Regions from separate parts of the Sus scrofa genome. Here region 2 is linked to region 1. Evidence: chromatin contacts called from public Hi-C data. All regions are on one chromosome and are shown on one strand. The core of a region is the stretch at or near the end of the contact, and the rest is flanking DNA. Distances in the headings are between cores, read along the strand shown.

The links. Hi-C and Micro-C count contacts between places; a contact is called where the count stands out from the background.
Region 2: a contact with region 1 is called in a Hi-C map of omental adipose tissue, with 3 times the contacts expected there. The contact joins the promoter of RAE1 here to the enhancer-like site in region 1. A contact is called at or near these places in 4 of 5 promoter capture datasets (fetal liver, fetal skeletal muscle, liver and 1 more), 21 of 47 Hi-C or Micro-C datasets (alveolar macrophages, brain, embryonic fibroblasts and 13 more) and 1 of 2 datasets of contacts at active chromatin or transcription factors (skeletal muscle).

What each region holds. Positions count from the first base shown.
Region 1 is chr17:57,517,978-57,522,649 of Sscrofa11.1, reverse strand. No RefSeq gene overlaps it. Among named protein-coding and RNA genes, the nearest start is that of BMP7, 160 kb to the left of the region's middle. Within about 2 kb of position 2,714, at least 3 of the 83 cell types and tissues checked have an H3K27ac peak or open chromatin away from gene starts, as enhancers often do. A contact at or near this core is called in omental adipose tissue, where this site is marked.
Region 2 is chr17:57,748,698-57,753,592 of Sscrofa11.1, reverse strand. It overlaps RAE1 (ribonucleic acid export 1), which reads right to left and starts at 1,412. Exons shown (of 12, transcript NM_001105296.1): 1 at 1,043-1,412.

The DNA of each region.
Region 1 (4,672 bases), core at 1,465-3,964:
TTTAGCATCATACTGAATCTTACCTGGTCTCATGAAATCTTAAGACGCTCGGGCTGGAGGCAGTGTCGTGATCTCCATTTTACAGATAAAGGAACATTCTCGGTGTGTATCCAGCCGAAAGTGCCAAACAAGGGTGCCAAGCCCACTTGTCTAAATTCACAGCCTACTCTCCTGTCCTTATGTCCCTCTGTCTCTGGTCCCAGCAGAAGTCCTGATGAGCCAATACATATGTTCTTGATTTTTTAATAAGGAAAATAAAGGAGTTAATGAGAGCATTTTGTTTGGCAGTCATTTTCTTGCAAAACATGGGGTGGCTGGGATATTAATAAAGGTTCTTGGGGGAACAGAGCTGGGACCTCTGTCTTCAATGCTTGCCGCCGTGGGCACGCTCAGTGTCACATCCCTTCGCAGCCCTCGGCCAAGATCCCAGTCATTGAGACCCCCCGGGTTCTGACACCCCCGAGAAGAGACAGCCCAGGGACTCCCTGCCTTTACACAACTCTTCTTTGGAGTTTTTATTGTCAGCTCTTTCTGATTTTAAGAAAGCTCCTAAAACCAAGTCTAGTTTGGGTAATTTGACTTTTGCAAGAGCAGAAGCAATGTTTTGATTTTAATTAGTAAACCACAAATCCCCTTGGCAGCCTCTTTTTGGGGGAGAATCGAACAGCATAAATCCATTAGAAAATTCTTGAAGGGAGCATAAAAACACTCCAGGGTCTGTTCTGTGCCAGGTGCTTAGGGTTTCTCACCCTGCAGCTGCTGCAAAAGGTTGTACCTCCTACAGAGAGGGGAGCTGAGCCTCAGGACGCTTAGGCAACACCCCCCGGCCCCCACAAAAGACACCCAGCTCTTCTGAGGCACCGCTGGGCTCCTACCCACACCGCCCCGCCCTCCTCTCCAAACCCCTCTTGCTGGACAAGCCTACTCGCTCAGGGCAACCCCTTCCTTTCCTGCCATCTTTGTCAGCCTAAACCAGGGGGTGGAACACTTCTGTGGAGGATTATGTGGGATTTTAGGCCCCTGATCTCTGACCTTGTAGGATGAAAACCACTCTAAGCAAAATACGAAGCAAATGGGTGTGGCCATTTACAAAAGCAGGTGATGGATGGATTTGGCCCCAGGCTGTCGTTTGCCCACCTGCGTCTTGGCCAATCAGGGTAGTCAATCCCCTTTGCCAAGAGTCACTAGCAAGGGGCTTGGGCTAAGGTTCTGGCCCACAGGCCCTGAGGGGATGTCGGCTCAAGGAGTTCTGGGGAAAGATTTCTTTAATCTTAAAAAGATGCTAGGATTTCCCAGTGTGGCTCAGTGCGTTAAGAATCCAAGTAGCATCCATGAGAAGGTGGGTTCCATCCCTGGACTCGCTCAGTGGGTTAAGGATCTGGCGTTGCCACAAAGGACTGCGTAGGTCACAGATATGGCTTGAATCCGGTGTTGCCGTGGCTGTGGTGTAGGCCTACAGCTGCAGCTCTGATTCAACCCCTAGCCCAGGAACCTCCATATGCCAGAGCTGCAGCCCTGCAAAAAGAGAGAAGACACTAGATGGAAACCTTTCTTCTCTGCATCTGAATGCAGCTGGTAAGGAGGTGATGGCTGGAGCAGATGCAGCCCTCTTGTGCCTCCAGGAGTCTGAGGATCAAAGCTGACCTGGAGGGTCGAAGAATCCTGATGATGGTGCCAACAAGTCCGGGATGAGCTGTCTGCTGTTGCCTCCTCTCCTCTGGACTTAGCATCCAGATGTTTAGGATGTAAAATTATAAAGATGTGTTATTACTTAAAGCATCTCTGGTAGAATTTTACTTCTTTATAGAGAAAAAAGCCTCCCAAACAAATAAATTGTCCATGGTGTATTCTTTCCCTACTTCCCCACATGGTTTTCCTGGCTTAACTGAGTTTATTTTACTCAGTGCTGAGTAGAAGAAACACCTGTCTGTTTCCTTCCAGAGGAGAATCCATGCAGCCTGTGTGTCAGCCCAGGGCCCGCAAAACACAGGTACTGACGTGTGTGTGCAAATGATGGCTTCCCAGTGGGAACTTTCCTTTCTGCCCTGTTTTCTTTTAAAGCCAATTACGGAAGTCAGTGTGTCCGAGTCTCAACTCCAGAGCAGGTGCGTTTCTGGTCACAGAGAGAGGTATGGCTGGTCTTCCTCCGACGTCACCTGATTGACAGGTAGGTGCTGAGACCTTGCAAGGAGGAGCTTGCCTGTGGGTTTCCTGGTTGACAGGTGTCAGGGAGGCTGGTGCTCGGCATTGCCTGCCGGCTGGTCCACAGCAAACACAGAACAGGGCCGTGAGTCCAGGAGGTCCGGGGAGCACCGAGGCCTGAGAGATCAGCGAGGCCTTCCTGGAGGAAGAGGCACCCCGCCAGGCCCCGCCAGGCCCCGCCAGGTGTGGGCTGTTAGAAGGCAGTGGTGGTGGAGGCTGGGAGGTATCTTCACGTAGAGAGGGCAGCTCGTGCCGAAACCACGTGTGGGGATGAGCCGGTGGGAGGTGTTTTGGAAACGCTCCTGAAGCGCCCACAAGTAGAAACAGCCAGAGACTGTGTTCAGAGCACAGCTTTGGGACACACACCCCCTGAGCCAGACCAGGGTTTCTCAGCCTGGGCCCTGGCTGTAAGGCCAGGAGCTGAGCGGGCCCCTGGGGGACAGGATCAGCACCCTGGCTCGCTGCCCTGCGGTGTGGGGCTGGATGCCAAGAAGAAGCCCAGGACTTTTCCATCCAGTGCAGGCCGAGCCTCCCCGCTGCCCCGGGCTCCCGAACAGCTCGTCATGCTACCAAAGAAGCAAATTCCCACGGTTCATTACGGGTTTTTTGAATATTCTTTTTAAAAATTAAAATGAAAAACAAAATAAGTCAAAGAAGACAGAGCCCCTCCCTGAAGCCACACGATTGTCCCCAGTGCAGCTGAGGCCTCCAAAGGACCATGAGTCCTCGGCCCCGAGGCAGGGGCCTCACGTGGCTGGAGGGGGAGGTGCAGAGTGAATCAGTCTCTGCCCAGCGAGGACGGTGTCCCCAGCATCCCCAGTGTCCCCATCTGGGCCCGGGGCCCTGGGAAACCTGGTCCCCTTTGGGCCTCACCAGTCGCCTGACCTGTGAACCCCCGGATACAGCCAGAGACCCTGTCCCGGAGGTCCCAGCCAGGGTCTGCCCCCCCGCCCCCCACCCCGGCCATGGCCAGCAGGCAAGGGTGACTCCTCGGCAGGTGGGGTGCGCCTGCGTAAGTGGGCTCTGCCCTCCCTCCAACTCTCTGAACTGGGGGGGGGGGGCGCCGGGCGGACCCCCAGCTCGTGTTCCCAGCCGTGGGGGAGGGAGGCTGGCCCCTCCTTGCCCCAGGGCCTCCCAGGTGCCAGCAGCTTCTCCCACCGGGGATGCTTCAGTGTCCTAAGACATGTGTCCAGACATGTGCTGGGCCGTGGCTGCTGCCCCAGACCGGGGGTTGGGGGGGGCGTCTTCTCCAGGCCAGTTTTCTCACGCTTCCACCCAGCTCCTTGCCCCCCTGCTCCCTCCCCGGGTCACTTCTTAGACTGGGGAGGGCCCTCCCCCAGCCCTTAGGACCCCGTCTGAAGAAGGATGCCCAGATGGTGGGAACTGGGTTCTGTTTGCTTCTATATCAACATCTACTCACAGCCCCGTGAAAGGCAGCAGGGAGGGTGGCCACGGACTGAACTTTCGAACGGAAAGGGAGCCGTGTGCGTGCGCGGGGCCTGCCAGGACAAAGACCACAAACCGCAGGGCTTAAATCCACAGACACCTGCCCTCTCACCGTCCCAAGGCCAGAGGTCGGAAATCCAGGCATCACAGGGCGGTGCTCCCACTGATTCCTCCAGGGACACGGCCTCCTTAGGCTCTTCCAGCTCCTGGAGGTTCTGGGCCTCCTCTGCTTGTGGCCCCATCACCAGCCTCCTCCTCTGGCATCGTGTGGCCGCCTCCTCTGTGCGTCTCTTACAAGGACACTTGTCACTGGATGGAGGGTCTCCCCGGATAATCCAGGCTGATCTCACCTCCAGATCCTCAATTTAGTTACACCTGCAAAAACTCTCTTTCCAAAGAAGTCACACCCAGAGTGTCTGGGGTCAGGGGCGGCCGTATCGTTTGGGGGAACCACCTTTTTTGTTGGGTTTTGTTGCTGTTCTTTTTATGGCTACACCTGCGGCATGGGAAGTTCCTGGGCTAGGGGTCGAATCGGAGCAACAGCTGCCTGTCTATGCCACAGCCACAGCGATGCCAGATCCAAGCCGCGTCTGCAGCCTACACCACAGCTCATGGCAACGGTGGATCCTTAACCCACTGAGCGAGGCCGGGGATTGAACCTGAGTCCTCAGGGATACCAGTTGGGTTTGTTACTGCTGCTCCGCCACAGGACTCCTATCCAGGTTATGTTTCCTGATTTTGGTGACTGTATCATCCTCTGGTCTCTGCCCCCTCCAGCATCACCCCCCATCACAGCCCCTGAGATCCCCTCACTCCGGCCTCGGAGATCTGCACCCCCCCCCCGACTTCCCCAGGTCCTTCCTGCCACAGGGCCTTTGCACTTGCAGCCCTTTCTGCCTGGCATGCTTTCCTTTCAGATGGCCACGGCCTGACTCCTTCCTACCACTTAGACTCACAACTTATACCACTGCCTCCAGGAAGCCCTCCTGGACCATCCAATCCAGGGTCCTCCTCCCCGCCACGG
Region 2 (4,895 bases), core at 163-2,662, 230 kb before region 1:
ACACAAATGGGAAAACTGTGACAGATGTGGGGAAGGTGTTTGAGTTTCCCAAGCTACACCCCATGAAAGACAATCAGGTGTAGCCCCACTAGGTCTATGAATGCATTAGCAACTCAGCAACTCTGTACAAGGATGTGGTGGTGCTGGTCACCTCTGCCTCCTACCCTAAGACATGGATCTGAAACAGCAAACAAAAGAATGACAAGGCTTCTGCAAACACCAAGGAACTAAAAAACACATGGCTTTGAGCAAACTATTTAGCCTCGATTTTCTCATTTTTAAAAATAAACCCTAATATCTACTTCATGGAGCTATGAAAACCACGTGAGCTCATACATACAGTGTTTGAAACTTCTGTTCCTCCCTTCTCCTCAACCCAGAAGGTGGGAGAGAGCATTTCTGCAATGAGGGGTGAATGAGGGGAAAAGAGCAACAGTCACTAAGCATTAATCAGCCTATATGGACCAGAGGCTACCCTCAAGAAGGTCGGAAGACACGCGTTTACCTCCAACTGGCCTGATCTTGCTCGCTCCCTCCGTGCGACGCCCCCGCCCCGCCCGCTGACGGCTTCCTGCCTGTGCACACAGCAAACTCCTCCGGCCTGGGAGGATTCCTATGAGCTGCTCCTTCAGCCTGGGATGATCTGCCCTCTCCCAGACCCCCAGTTGTCTCAGTGTGAATCTTAGGGTCCCAATCCAAACGAATGCCTCCTGTGAGCTCTCTGGGGTGATGGAAATAGTCTAAAACTGCACCGCGGCGATGTGTACCCAACTGTACCCTTTAAATGGGTTACAGTCTGCGCCGCTTCCATAAAGCTGCTACAAGCATCTTTTTTAACAAAGTCACCTCCTCCGAGGCTTGCCTGCCTTCTTCCCAAAGCAAGATCTCCACCCCTCCACACACCCCCGCCTTCTTCCCAGTAGTACCGGTTACCACCCGGAATTTGTTTCAACCAATCCCCTCCCGAGGAGAACGCCAGAGAGCTGCCTGGATGCTTCCCCAATATACACCAGGCCCAAAGCGGCTGGCGTTTCCCAGATACCTGCCTGGGCGCAGTGTGTGTGCACGTGAATATAACACACACTTGGCGGAGGAAGACAGAAACAAACAGACTTAGTTTCAGAGTGGTAAGTGCAACAAAGGAGATCAAGCGGGTTGACGTGGCAGAGACTAGAAAGGGACGCCCTTGTGTAGCAGGACCTGGGAAGATCTCCGAGGCGGTAGCTTGTGTCGGATGAGAAGCCAGACAAGTAACGAGGAAGAGCAAAGGCGGCAAGGGCTGCCGTCAATTCTGTGACCCTTCCCGGAGCCTCAGTTTCCCCCCCCCACACACACAAAAATCACAAAAAACAAAACAAAAAAAACGAGAGGCTTAGACTTGAGGTGACCCGTCCAGCCCCGACGTCCCTCCCAGCGGCCACTAATGAAACCCGCTAACAGCCCGGCTCGTGCCCCAGCACCCCGTGGCGGGGCGCACTCCGCCGGGGGGCCGGCCTACCGCGCCATGGCGGCGGGGAACGAGGGGAAGCAGCACAGGGCCTACCTGAGAGTCGCGCCGCGGAGGGAAGCCGACGACGGGGAGCAGAAAGAGCTCAGGAGCCTGTGACCCGGCTCGGGCGTGGACGAGGCGAAGGCAAGGCGGCAGCGACAGTTATCTTCCGACCTCGAGGTCTCACGCTGGCCTAAAAACTGCCCTATTTACCGTGGGGGCCGCTGCGCATGCACCCACGAGGCACTTCCGGTGTCATCCGGAAGGAAGGGGAAGCTCCGCCCCCTCAAGGTAATTACACATGCGCAGAAGTGCTAATGACGCCAAGAAGAAGTCCCTGTGCCAGCAGTTTGCAGATTGGTCCAAAGCTGGTGTAGCCAACTCGGTTGCCCAGCGACCACTCAGATCAATCCACAGCCGGGGCTGGTTAAGGGTAGTTAGAATTTTCTCTTGTGAATTACAAGTGGAGCAGAATCCTGGTTGCGGTCAATCTTCCAGAGGCTGATGGGACGCTGCTTGGTCTACTCTGGCCTCCATAACTGCGGCTGGGGTATCTTGAGCCGTCCAGGCTCTTTGGACCTCAGTTTCAGCCGTAAAATGGGGATAATGATGCTTAATTTCCAGGGCTATTCTTAATTAGGTTCAAGTGAAGAAACACACAAGAAGGACTTTTGCTAAGTGTAAGGTCCACGGGAATGATAAGGGGCTGTTAGGATGCACACGTGCCAACTCAATATTTCAGTTGGTTGCTTTTTCCTCCTTTAGGAAGGAAAAATAGGAATTTCCTAAGGTTACCGTTCAACACACTGAACCTTCTTTACTACTTAGTGTGGCCTGCATACCAAAAGCCTTGATATCTGCAGGGAGCCTTAGGATCCACGGGACCTTGTTATTAAATGCAGATTCAGAAGGTTCAGTGTGGGCCTGAGAACCAACATTTCAAGCAAATTCCCAGCTGAAGTTCCAGGCTATGGACCGCAGTTAAACACCAAGGATCTAGACGAGGTGTTTGGAATCACTTGGGGAAGCTTTTAAAAAATGGTAATGCCTAGGTCTCATCTTCAGAGATTCTGATTTAGTTGGTCTGGGGTGGAACTAAGAGAATATTTCTAAAAAGCTCTCAGAGTTCCTGCTGTGGCTCAGCAGGTTATTAACCCGACTAGTATCCATGAGGATGCGGGTTTGATCCCTGGCCTCGTTCAGTGGTTTGCCACAAGCTGTGGTGTAGGTCACAGATGCAGCTCAAGTCTAGTGTTTCTGTGGTTGCTATGACCCAGAGGCTGGCAGCTGCAGCTTAGCTCTGATTCAACCCCCAGCCTGGGAATTTCCATAGGCCTCAGGTGCAGCCCTAAAAAGAACGTTTCTTTCTTTTTTTTTTTTTTTTGCCTTTTTAGGGCCACCCTTGCAGCATATGGAGGTTCCCAGGCTAGGGGTTGAATGGAAGTTGCAGCTGAGGGCCTGTACCACAGCCACAGCAATGCCAGATCTGAGCAGCATCTGCGACCGACACCACAGCTCATGGCAGCCCCGGATCCTTAACCCATTGAGTGAGGCCTGGGATTGAACCTGCGTTCTCATGGATGGTAGTCAGATTTGTTTCCACTGAGCCGAAATGGGAACTCTGAAAAAAAAAATTGTTAACTAAAAAAATAAAAACGCTTCAAGTGATTCTAAGATACAGCCAAGGTTCAGAACCTCTAGTCTAAACAAGGATAATAATAATAGCTTGTTTAAGCACTGGCTGCTCCCTCTCCTGTAATTTTCTGAGCAGTCCTCTGGGGTAGGTTTCCTAATGTCCATTTTATAGAAAAGGAAACTGAGGCTGAGGGAGGTAACTCGACCTGCCAGACATCACACAGCTGTTAAGCAGTAGAGCCGGTGAAGTCTGTCCTCTACCGACTTTCCTACCAGCAAAATCTTGGAATCATCTCTGACAGGTCCTCCCTCCTCAGTGACACCTTTCCTCATTCCGTCCCCAATGGATCCTCTTATACCATCTCTCTTGCAATCTCCCCAAACTCTCTCAGTGCATATATACTGTTTCATAAGATTGTGTGTATTTGCCTTGTCTAGTTTCCTAGATTTTGAACTTTGTGTCTTACGCCCATGTATACAGCACCAAGCACAGCCTTACATATGTTGGTGTTTGATATCTGTTGAATTATATTTTCCATGCAGAAGGAATCTTCCAGAAGCCTCTCTTATGGTACAGATTCTTGTATAATACTGCTTAATCAGTATACTAAAAAAAAATCTTTCTGCTGTTTAGGGATATATAATCGACAAGCTGCTTTTGCACACGCCATCAGTGGAAGAAAAGTAGCAGCATGTGTACCCAAGCCTAACACTAATATTCCCTGACTTTTTCTAAGGGATGTTATTCACACACACTTGTCCTCACAATGACACTATAGGGCAGGTACCATTGCTGTTGTTATCCCCGTTTTGGGATGCAGGAGGCCTGCCCTTCAGACCGTGACTTTACACTTCCACAGTTGGCAGACTGTGGTGTCACCTCACTCCCCTCCCCCCCCGGAAACAAGAAGGGGGATCAAAACAATCTGTTTCCATGGGTATGATGATTGAGCCATAAAGTAAAGGTGAAAATTAAAAATAAAAAGCAATTAAAATTAAATTCTGGTCATGACTATCGTTCACATTAGTGAACCCTTCTGCAGTTTTTATACAAGGAAATATTTATTTATTTATTTATTATTTTTTGTCTTTTTATCCTTTTTTAGGGCCGCGCCCACAGCATATGGAGGTTCCCAGGCTAGGGGGCCAGTCGGAACTGTTGCCACCGGCCTACACCGCAGCCACAGCCACGCCAGATCCGAGCCGTGTCTGTGACCCAAACCACAGCTCACGGCAACGCCGGATCCTCAACCCACTGAGTGAGGCCAGGGATCAAACCCGCAACCTTATGGTTCCCAGCTGGATTTGTTCCATGATGGGAACTCCAACACAAGGAAATACTTATGAATGACTACAGTTTGTATTCCATTTCTGGATGCATTGAAACTAATATGTTTATAATCAATTATTTTTCATTTGAAGTCATCTCTAATTCTGTTCTTAAAAAAAAAAATCCCAATATGTTATCTTAAGGTTTTGTAAACAGCTCGGATGCAACAAAGCACACGTTAAGTGTAGCTGTACAAGGAACGGGGGGCATCCAAAGCTGATGGTACAAAACGGGTTCCTGTCTGAAAATACTCCGCTTCGCCCAGAAAGCCTCATGGTTCTCCCAGCCTTTTGCTGTATCTCAGACTCTTCCACCCCCTTCTTGAAAACAAGGACTTGAAAATATCTTTAAAGCAATGCCCACCACCCGATGGAGTGAAAGGATGTGAAAGAGCAGCAGAGCTTCTGCCAGCAGAGGGAGACCTTGGCTTGTTGTTACAAG